2 separate regions of the Mus musculus genome follow, and region 1 is linked to region 2. Evidence: chromatin contacts called from public HiChIP or PLAC-seq data. All regions are on one chromosome and are shown on one strand. The core of a region is the stretch at or near the end of the contact, and the rest is flanking DNA. Distances in the headings are between cores, read along the strand shown.

Region 1 (5,692 bases), core at 381-2,880, 170 kb before region 2:
TTGTACCAGGGCAATCTGTTCCATGGTATTTTCTGAAACGCATACATTCACTGTTCAGTCTGAGACTGCTTACTAACGTTTCTCTTATTCTAATTTTCTTAGGTCAGACAGGTAGCGCCACAGAGGTAGTTTATTTTAGTGATGTGTGGCCCACTGAGCACACAGAATATACTCTCAGATAGACAGTGATAAAAATGAAGATATTTTAGAGGTGTAGCTCTTCCAATTAGATGGCCTTACAAAATGTAACTGAAGCCCAGAACATGATGGGTCAGTGGTGGGCAGGACCACACCTTGACCAGCACTGTGTAGATAGATGTTCATGTTCTCTGTCTTCTATTTAAACTTTTATTGCCTTTCGGGACCCTGAAGATGGTGGCCTTTCAGGTTCTTAAAGATGGACCTGAGGGTTTACCGGATCTTTCTGTTCTTCTCCACAATGTTGTCATATTGAAAAAAAATCTCAATTTTCAGTTTTCTACTATTAATTTGGCTCTTTTAAGTGGCTATTGAGGATGGGCGACCAAACATGGCTTGCAGAACAGGCTTCGAGATGAAAGCGTGGTCTAACAAATTATTAGGATGGTGTGAAATCTCACTGGGAGACAAGTTTCCCCATTGGTTGGGGGCTTTTCCTTCTCCCTGCAAGAGATTTCTGGGGAAACGTCCCATTTCTTTGGGGTCCACTGTTTGAATTGTCTGTTCACTTCTCTTCAAAAATACCTTCATTTCTGCCAAGCCAGTTACAACACCCCAGTTTCTGTTTGAGGTGGAATTTGTCTGTGTTTAGATGAACACAGGTTGGAATGAAGGAAAGTTAGAACATATTTATTGTCAGCTATCCATGCATAAAAAGCATTTTCTTCAAACCCCTTGACTTTGGGAAGAGCTGGCACAACCAACTTCATCTTGGTTTGAGATAAGGGTTTATCATGAAGCCCAGACTTCCCTTAAACTTAATATCCCCCTGCTCCAGCCTTGTCAAGGCCAGACTGACAGGAAAACACTACCATGCCCAGTGACTCCATTTTAACTCTGACAACGTCCTCCCTCCACGGATCCTTGGAGAAACTATTTTCTGAAACAGCAAGGAACATACAGTGAATGTGTCCATGGCCCAGTATGGCTGGTGGTTGTTTTATTTTATGAACCAGGATTTATTGTAGCACAGGCTGACTTCAAACTTCCTATGTAGCCTAGGTTTACCTTAAAATTCCTGACCCTCTACCTCCACTTCCCAGTTGCTAGGATTACAGGGCATATGCCATCAAACCTGGCACAGCTTACATACTTAGACTTTTAACAAAAAAGTAGACTATTAATCCTTTATTAAAGACAATCTTTTAACTGTAATGATCCCAAAGCCATTGTGGAATTAACTTTGGAATCATTCTGCAGATCGATCAATGCCTTTAGCAACTATAAACCCCAGAATTGGGAAAAACCCACCGGCCTGATACACGTTCTACTATAACACTGCATGCAAGACAAATGCAAAAGATAGCTACATCCAAAGGTTAGGCTGCACTAAGTATGATTCATCAGCCTTCCGCTGAAGGAACAATGTCCCTTGAGGAACACAGTGTTAATCATAGCTTTGTTACACAAGGATTTCATAACAGATGCTCCTGAGCAGGAGCTCCACCCACGTGGCTTCATTTAAGGCCGCTCACTTCCTGGATGAACATGGCTAAGTCTCACCAGGGCTGTGCCTACCACATTTTAGTGGCCCCACGAGGCTGATGTAACCAAAGCTACCCTTTTCTTACGAGGACCCCCACATGCCACCCACCCTAGGAAGCACATTTCCTTACATTCCTACAGCCCCGGGATGCTGCATGTCTCAGCCTTGACTGCTTCACCGGAAGTAGTGTGTCTGTCTTAAAGAGACATAACGTAACGGCCAGCCATATAACCTTTGGTATTTGATACTGAATGGAATATAGTGGTTACGTGTGGGGAAAATATAGTGAAAAGTAAATGTTATTCTGCTGTTGTTTTTCTACTCGCTGCAATTATGAAATTAAATCTGTACTGTAAAGCCCCTGACTCCCACCATACAGAATAAATATATCTGCGTTTTTAATAAATGTTCATGCTCCCACTCAGTTATCAGATATGTATAGTTTGCTCTATGCTAGTCACTGAATGCTGTGAACATACTAAATATGAGACAATCACACCTAAGAGTACAGTGAATTCTTCAAACTAGGTATTTGTGGTGGGAAAAAAAAGTTATACATCTCTTACTGAGATGTAGAGATATATTTGGGACACTCAAAATGCAGGTCTAAAAATATCACCATGGAAAACAGTATGGCTAATAATTAGTTTTTTTATAATCATAGGGAGAAAATAATGCTGTGTTTTGTTTTGTTTTATAAAAAGAGACATAGAAAATGTCCCTAGACTGAAAGCAAGGTCACTCGTGGTGGCTGTGGTGGCTCTGGTCCATGATCCAGTACTAGACAGGCTGAGGGCAGAGAGCTGCTGCAAGTCTGGGGCTAGCCTAGGCTACACAGTGACACTGTGTCTCAAAGAAAAACCAACCAAGCAAGCAAAGAAAGAAAGAAAGAAAGAAAGAAAGAAAGAAAGAAAGAAAGAAAGAAACAAAGAAAGAAACAAAGAAAGAAAGAGAGGAAGGAAGGAAGAAAGAAAGGAAGGAAGGAAGGAAGAAAGAAAATTCTGGGTTCCAGAGGACCTGGGCTCAATTCCCAGCAACCACACGGCAGCTCACAACTGTCAGCAACTCCAGTTCCAGATCTGACTGCCTCACACGGACAACACCTACGCCAAACACCAACGCACAGGAAGTAAAAATAAACCATTAAAAGGTATTATTTTTAAAAAAGAAAAATTCTTGAGATACAGCAAAAAGTTCCTATGGGGTTCTCAGGTAAATTTCTCTTTCTTTTCCGAAACAAAGTTTTCTTCAAATTATATGGTGCAGGACAATCACCCTCAAGATCTCCCTAACTTAGCCTCTTGGATGCTGGGATTACAGATATGTGCTCTCTACCACACCCAGCTGATGGTGTGGGTATTAGTTAAGGTAATATATACATATATATTACAGATACAAATAGACATATATAAAATATATATTACACGTATATATGTATAACTATATTACAGATATATATGTATATAAAACTGTAGTACCATTTCTGTGATAATAGGAAAACTGAGCATTGGCTAGATATTTAACGATACAGAGGGATTCCTGTCAAATTCATCAGCTAAAATAATGACAGCATGGTATTTTTAAAGGGCATGTACTTTTAAAAATATATAGTGAAATGCTTACAGAAGAAACATCATATTTGAGATTTGCCTGAAAATATTTTGACAACTATCACAAATTGTTTCTGTAGTCAAAATGGGTCAAATATCTATGATGATATTGAAAGTGAGGGAAAGGATGGAAGCACTGATGAAGCAAATCTGGTCAAGAATTGATTGATATTAAAATTAGAGGGTGATCTACAGTAAATCTTACTCCTTCCTACATGTATAAAAATTTTCCACAATAAAAATTACAACAAAATTAATCATTAGTCCTATGCTATTTATTGAATTATTTATTTAAGCATGTGTGTGTGAGAGAGAGAGGGATATGGGGGGGGGAAAGAGAGAGAGAGATTGAGAGAGAAAGAGAGAGAGAGAGAGGTGTATGTCTGTAGAGGCCAGAAGAGGGCTTTGGATCTCTTGAAGCTGAAGTTAAAGGTAGTTGGGAGCCACCTGACATAGGTGCTGGGGACCAAACTCAGGTCCCCTAGACACAGTCTTAACCACTGAGCTGCCTCTCCAGTCCCCAGTCCGGTGCTATTTTTAAAATAAATCAGAAACTTTAAAACATCAAAAATGAAACAAAGTGTCACTGCTAGTCTACCTAAAATATTTATTTTCCATCACAGAGATAAGCACCTCTCAACCTTGAACAGCTAGCTAAGATTTCCCTCAGACTCTAACTACAGGAGCTGGAGAAATGGCTTTAGAGTTACTAGCACTCGCTACTCTCTGAGAGGACCCGGGTTCAATTCTCAGCATCTACCTGGAGGCTCACAACTGTCCTTAACTCCAGCTCCAAGGGATCTGAGGCCTCTGCAGGTACCAGGCAAGTACATAGTGCACAGACATACATGTAGGCAGCCTAGACACATTAAAAAAAAAAAAGTCTAACAACAGACAGCCATATGTATTCACAATTCTAGACCTACATATTTCCCACATATTCAACCAATCACTGGTCTGTACAAAACATATATAGACCTGTTCCTCTTATTGTTATCTAAATGATAAAACACAACAACTTTCATATCATATTAGGTATAAAAAGTAACCAAGGGGTAATTTAAAGTAGATGGAAGATGTGGATAGGTTCTACACAGACACTACTACATTTTCCATGAAGGTACCTGGCAGGGGCGGAGAATCCTGGAGAGCAGCCAAGTACCCTCATGGCACACACAGGATGCTGTCCCTTCTGAAGTCTAATGAGATACCTAAATTATGTCCCTTCGTGGTTTTTTTTTTTTAAGATAAATCAGAATGTCCTACATCCACTTCAATTTCAGTGCTAAGGAGCCATGGGATCTTACAGAAAGGCCAGTCAACTCATTCTTCAGTCCCTTACTCTGTACACAGAAGCCAGGCACTTATATCATCTCTTGGGTGGTCTTTGGGTCTCTAGCTGTGCTGTGTGCTCTTTGCTTAACAACTGATGGACCTCCCCAGTCGGGCATGGGATTATCTGACACCTTCCTCCGTATTTAACAAGGGCTACTACACCTTCTATGCACTAAGATCATTGAAATATAGGGGTGTGGTTAGACCAACCTAGTCAACTGAAAACCTTAAGCCCACAGACCTGTCTCCATGGAAAACTCCTGGGACTTATCGCTCACAAAGCAGAGAATGAACCACTGAAACTCTTGCTAATGGAGTATACGAACTACTGTGTTCCCAACCTAATGGCTTGTGACAGATATAGAGCTAATACATCTCTATTAGAGATAAAAATTTTTTTCTCTGATTTTCAAACATGTTTCTAAAGTCATATTTCACAGCCTTAGATACAAGCTGGTGTCTGGAGCTGAGACATGGGACTGCCAAGCTCTGCGGATCAGTGGCATCATCTACACCTTTTGCTCTGGGACGCTGGACTAGGCAAAGTATCTGTGGACTTGTGTCTGCAGGTGGGTCCATGCAGAGGAGATGTTAAAAGCATGTAAAACGCAATAGCAGGAGAAAGGCCAAAGCCTCCGCCAAGGTCCTGATGAGACAGAACAGGTACCATGACAATACGGTCACAACAGGGGCTTTCTAGTCAACCAAAGATTACCTTGATGTGCTTAACTCTCTCTTCTTTTTCTGTCTTTGGTTTCTTTCCTGTGGCAACAGAAAGGTAGTTCTGGATCAATTCACGGAAGGACAGAGAAACATGGACGTTCTTACATGACATTCTTTCTGAAACCCGCTGCCTCATTGATATGAGATCAAAATACCAAAGGCCTCTTTTCTGCCTTTGGTGCCTTGAAAGTCATTTTTCCAAGGCCAGTAAAGAGAGGATTGTCTCATCTAGAGTGGACAAGTATTCTACCCTGGAAAGTGATGACAGAGGCAGAAATGAGAAAACCAAAATGGTACTGTTACGGACACTGAGGGTTCGTTTATTTAGTCGGTAAACATC
Region 2 (6,005 bases), core at 1,854-4,353:
TAGATCCCACCAAGAACCACCTCATGATTAACACTCTAGATCCCACCAAGAACCCAAGAAAACAGCTGCTCTTTCCCGTCACCAGGCGGCCTGTGTATCCTGAAACGCCTTGTACCATTTTCAACTCTTCTTCCCAAGTAAATCTATAATCACAAGTTCCCTCAAGTCCAGTATGAGAAACATGATCTCCCAGCCCCCTACTTCCTGCATACAGAAGTCTTAAACTGCTTAGATTCTCCAGAGAGATAGGAGTGACTTCTGATGTTAATAGCAAGTCCCTTTAGCTCACACCTAAGTTTATGCTAACGGTAGGCAGAGCCATAGATCATCTCAGTGAAGGCTGCTGGGACTGGCCCATCCTAGCTCTGACTTCTGGGGAAGTAGAGTTGCTGGGGCCTGAGTTCTAGAAGTCCTGATGAGCTTCAGTTTCCAAGTGGTTGAACAGTTCAGAGTAGGGGTGGGGGTGGGGGTTGAGGGGGGACACTCCAAGAAAACAAGGAGAATCTGTGTCCCTCCCCACCACACCTAGCCCTGCATTTCCACATTCTTCAATCGTATTAGTTAACAAACTGAGTCCTATAACTAAAGAATTCTCCTGAGTTCTGGGAGGGAGTCTAACAGATAATTGACACCAGGAAGGAAGTGGGTATCACAGATTGAATGGAAGGAAAATACCCTATCTACCTACCTTAGTCATGTGCCTTCTTTTCCAAAGTCAACACTTATTTCTTCACTGTAAACTCTGCTTCACTTCTGACTCAGACAAGCCATTTCCGACCACAGACTCTCACAGTTGGGTCTATTGTTCCACAGCTCCCACCGAGGATCAGAAGTCGAGGAGTTAGTTAAGAGGTAACCACGGAACACTACACCTGTTTCTTGGTAGCTGATTCTCCTGGTGTTTGAAATGATCTTTAGAGGTTTACTCCATCTTTTAAGCTGCATTTGGGTTCGTCCCCGCAAAGCAGAAACTAAGTACAAGGGAACCGAACCAAATTGCCACAAATATATTATAACAAAGGGTAGACCACCTTGGGAAATCTCAATTTGTTTATAATATCATTTTCTTAGTGAGTTTGCTTCTCTTTTTAAAGAGGATCATGGGAAGGACTAGCCAAGAAGAGATCTGGTTCACTATGGTTTGGAAGGGAACAAATGGTCACCTTACCCCTCTGAATATGCCATCCATCTCATGAATATTCATGCAACATGTTTTTGTTTGTTTTTTGTTTTGTTTTGTTTTCTGAGACAGGGTTTCTCTGTACAGCCCTGGCTGTCCTGGAACTCACTCTGTAGACCAGGCTGGCCTCAAACTCAGAAATCCACCTGCCTCTGCCTCCCGAGTGCTGGGATTAACCACAGCACATGCTTGGCATGGTGATGCATGCCTATACCTCCAGCACTTGGGCGATACTGTCCAGTCTGGTAGGTGATATCATAATTTATATTCCTCTTATTATGATGGGAGATTGGGTTATCTGAACATAAGGGGTATATGCTCTCTTTGTTTACACTTGCTCTATTCACATACATGGCCCAGTTGATGGTTTTTATCTTGTGTATGTGTAGGCCAGGTGATAATGGGACTGGTATCATTTCTCCATAGCTGAGCACATCAGCCATGCGTTTGCCATGGAGACTAGGCTGGTTGACCAGTGAGCCTCAGGAACTCACTTATCTCCATCACTGCTGGAATTATAAGCGAGCATCACAATTCGGGTTTTTTTTCCTTTTAACATGGATTCTGGGGATCAAGTTCTAGTTCAGGTTCTTGTGCTGGCAAGGAAACTGCTTTACCCAGCTAACTACTCCCAGACCCATAGCTCCAGTTGTTTTCTTTGTACTATCTCAGACCTCTTTATATAGATAGTATGGAAATTACAATGGGCTAGCCTTTTCTCCACACATTAAAGAGCTAGTCTTTAAAGGTTTAATTTCATGTATATAGGTATTTAGCCCACGTGTATGCCTCTGCACCATGTGCATAAAATTCCCAAGGAGGCAAAAAGAGGCAGTTGGGTCCCCTGGAGCTAGTTACAAAAAATTGTGAGCTGCCATGTGGGTGCTTGGGTTCAAATCCAGTTCTTCTGAAGAACAGCCGACGCTCTTAACTGCTGAGTCATTTCTCCACCACCCTATCCCCTGTTAGAAAGCAGCTAGACAAAAACATTCGTGACACGCTCCTCCTTGTGTACAGGAGTTCCTTGATCCACTTTTGACCTTCACTTTAGAGAAGCTGTGGTTATTATGTAAACTTTGGAGGAGCTGAGTCCCCACCCCTTCCTGTATTCTTTGAGTATATTCTACCTATTTCTTTGGGTTTAAATCCTATCATATCAGAGGTTCTTCCACTTGCCAACACCTTAACATATTAGATTAAGGCCTTGTTGCATCCTCTGACTCTCTCAAATTAGACTGTGGGTTAAAATTATTTTAACTTTCACTTAGTTATTACAACAGCAAAAGTATTGACGACGACAACAACAACAACAACAACAACAAACCCTCAAATACACTGATAATTTTAAATCTGAATTTATGTTTTGAAATAAAATTGCAAGGTAACAAACTTTTATAAAATTGTCACATGGGAACACACTTTAAAATACCATCACATGCTGCATTCACTTAGAAAGCGTTAACAACAAAGCCAGTCTAAACAAGAATCTATCCGTTACAATGTGAGTTCCTTCCTTTCTTTGTGCAACAAGGAAGCTTAGGAGAAATGCTGCGAGAGCCAGCAGTGACTCAGCACCCCCATAAGGAGGCCAGGAGCAGAGCACAGTCTCCCTGAGGATGGACTGCAGCCCGCAGCTTCTCCACATGGGCTGCAGGGCTATTGCTGGATGCTTTCCAAGTCCTGTGTGCCCTGGCCCTTTCGTTTCTAGCACAGTATAAATATCACCATTATTTTTCCTTTCTTTGTAAACGTCAACAGAAAAGTCAGCATGCTACAGACTCTGGACATGGAGTCCAGTGAACTTTCTTCAGACTCTCAGCCCTCTGGGAAAGCCTTTTTGCAGAAGTTTGTGATCTGGTTCACTTTCCCACGTGGTAACTTGGACATCATCCACACAAACCAGAACTCACAAGGGGGGTGGGGTGAGGGGTGGGGAGTCCAGCTGGCAGGCCTTTTCTGAAGATGTGCCCATGGCTCTGCCAAGTCTCTGCTCTGGCTCAAACCACATTCTCTCCAACTACAGTAGATTTCATCTCTCCTTTTCTTAAGCTCTGTTTGACAACTGGTATTATAGTATATTCCTATAGAATTCCTGTACTTCATTCTAATAATCAACCATTTGAGGCTGTTACATAACAGCTCTTGAGATATTTTGCTGGTCTGTAAGACCGAGCTGATTTGTATAAGGATAAGTAAGAAACAAATGCTGATGGATTTTAGCACCTTGCCTTCAATGAGTCAACCAAGTTCGCACACGGTTTTCCTCTCACATAAATACTCAAGTTATTTTTGTTCCAGTAATAAAACATGATTTTTTTTTTTAAAATAACAAATACGTGTTGTGGACAACTGTCACAAAACCAGTAGCTATAATGCATGCTATGGTGGTCCAACTCTTCACTTCCATAAATCAGGTCCAAAACAAGGGTTCCAGCCTTTGACTCTGCTCATGGATTCAAGTTCTAAGACATTATCATTTGACATTATTGTTTCTACGTTTAACGAAAACTAGAACAACATTCTTAACATGAGTGGGGAGTATAAAATCATCAGTGGAAAAGCTGTACTGCTTCAAAATGACTTCAAAATTCATAGTATCGCCAAATCTTGCTAATTATAAAAGGGCAACTTTGTAATTTCATCTAGGATGATAGTACCATCATTGACAGTTACTTGCTCCTTATTAAATTAAATTTCATTTCAACTACCTGATGTCGAAGTTGAGGTAGCTGCACTGTGGCTGGCTGCATTGCTAGGCAGTGGTAGCGTACAAAGACCAGGAGGACCGTCAGATTAGATTTAAATGAGAGTCTCCCTGACAGCTTTCTCATTTGGCATAACAAAACAGAAACACGCCCCCCCCCACCCCCAATCATTCCTCTAGTGATAAAAGTACAGTTCTTTCGTGAGCATGGACACAATACACGGGATCTGTTTCTTTGCGTGGAAAGTGGAGTCCAGGGAGAAGGACTCGAATTCCGTTGCCACCTTCCTGTTAACGCGAGTGAGAATGTGCATAAATTCTAGCTTGTGCGCGTACAGCTTCAGCATGCTGCAAAGGGACTGGATGAACCACGACCCGTCCTTTGAATTTCTCCAGGAATAGTAACCTAGGAGGCAAAAATACGAAGGACTGTATCTTCTATTACACCACAGCATCACTCTGGAGGAGTCTACACATTTTCATATAACCAGAACGATCCAGACAGACATAAGCTTCCTCAGTCTTAGAAGCCACACAAAGGAAAATAATTAGCAACCCTGGACTCCAGACCTCACTGCTCTCTGCTGGAAAAGAAAACGCAGATCAATCAGGACTGACTACTGTTGGTTTCCCGAGTTCTACTTTAGGGTCTCTTTCCCATAGGTCAGGGCGAAGAAGAGGAAGACACAGACCGGACAATACCAGGTTGTGCAAAGCTATGCAAATGGGACCCTGTAGGTAACATGGTGTTTCAATCTGAACTCATCTGTTATGAATACTGGCTCAGGCAGGAAATAAACTGCTTACATATACACACACTTTAAAAAGGTTTCTTTGCTTATTCATTTTATGTTTATGATGTCTCAGCCTGCATGTATGCAAGTGCCCTGTGCCCACGCAGATCAGAAGAGGGAGTCAGAACCCTGGAATCAGGGTTACCCGTGGTTGTGAGCTACCGTGCGGCTGTGAGCACCCGAAGCCAGGTCCTCTGCATGAGTAACAAGTGCCCTTAACCACTAAGCTGTTTATTAGAGATGTACACTTTAAAAAAATGACATTAGTTTGCCTCTGGGGCAACTGGATGAATAAAACAAATAGTATTCAAAAAGGCCCCCCCCCATAGGGTTTTTGTATTTATTTTCAGATTAACTACAGGATTCATTGTGTTTAGCTTAGAAGTACACTGCTTAGAAGATACCTAGTGGATAAAATAAACAAGATGAGTATATTTTATTTGTTTAATAGATCTATCTATCTATCTATCTATCTATCTATCTATCTATCTATCTATCTATCTCTCTATCTACTTATTGTGTGCATGTAGCTGTGCATGTGCCAGACAGTACACATGGAACTCAAAAGACAACTGTGAGAGCCAGGTTTTCTCAGACTACGATATGCACATAACCACATACAGGTTTACACCCACAAACAACTGAACACCGTGTGTGTGTGTGTGTGTGTGTGTGTGTGTGTGTGGTTGTTTATATGACAATGACCCCCATAGGCTCACATGTTTGAATACTTGGTCCCGAGTAAGTGGAACTTTTTGGGAAGGATTGGGAATCATGGCCTTGGTGAAAGTGGTGTGTCAGGTGGACTTTGAGGACTCAAAAGCCAGCATCATTTCCAGTTAGTTCTCTCTACCTTGTGCTGTGCTTGTAGATGGAGATGTAAGCCTACACCTGTCTACTGCATGGCCGCCCTCACCTCCACCCCCGTTTCCTGCCACAATGGTCCACAGACTCTCATCCTCTGTACTCACAGGCTCCATATTAAACATTTTCTTTTGTAAGTTGCCTTGGTCATGGCGTTCTGTCACGGCAATAGGAAAGTAACTAAGATGGCGGGTTAGTTATTTTAGGGATGTAAGGGTACTTTTGTAAAGGGTATATAAACATCTTACTAGCCTTTAGAATAGGCTTCACTGCTCAGCTTCATAATGTGTCACAATATAACTCATCTAATATCCACACAAAACATCCTTTTGACATTTTCTCACCAGGTGCTGTAGAGTAAGCATACAGGAAGTCAGCCTCCACCGGTATCTTCTGGCAAGCCATCTCCTCATCAGTCCCACTGTCTGTCTCAATGCCACAGTCCAGCTCCGTACCCCGGCAG

The links. HiChIP or PLAC-seq counts read pairs in DNA pulled down with a chosen protein or histone mark.
Region 1: an HNF4G HiChIP or PLAC-seq map of pancreatic cancer cells shows a contact between it and region 2. The contact joins two enhancer-like sites. A contact is called at or near these places in 1 of 15 datasets of contacts at CTCF or cohesin (the NIH/3T3 cell line), 1 of 484 Hi-C or Micro-C datasets (nephron progenitors), 1 of 115 datasets of contacts at active chromatin or transcription factors (pancreatic cancer cells) and 3 of 9 other capture datasets (adipose tissue, liver and pancreatic islet).

Annotation. Positions count from the first base shown.
Region 1 is chr8:46,807,404-46,813,095 of GRCm38.p6, reverse strand. Irf2 (interferon regulatory factor 2) reads right to left here. Exons shown (of 9, transcript NM_008391.4): 5 at 5,345-5,391. Among named protein-coding and RNA genes, the nearest start is that of Gm39170, 20 kb to the left of the region's middle. Within about 2 kb of position 1,630, at least 123 of the 459 cell types and tissues checked have an H3K27ac peak or open chromatin away from gene starts, as enhancers often do. A contact at or near this core is called in the NIH/3T3 cell line, adipose tissue and pancreatic cancer cells, where this site is marked.
Region 2 is chr8:46,636,204-46,642,208 of GRCm38.p6, reverse strand. It overlaps Casp3 (caspase 3), which reads right to left. Exons shown (of 7, transcript NM_001284409.1): 6 at 5,887-6,005; 7 at 2,511-4,290. The coding sequence ends at 4,061. Among named protein-coding and RNA genes, the nearest start is that of Casp3, 22 kb to the right of the region's middle. Within about 2 kb of position 3,103, at least 154 of the 459 cell types and tissues checked have an H3K27ac peak or open chromatin away from gene starts, as enhancers often do. A contact at or near this core is called in the NIH/3T3 cell line, adipose tissue and pancreatic cancer cells, where this site is marked.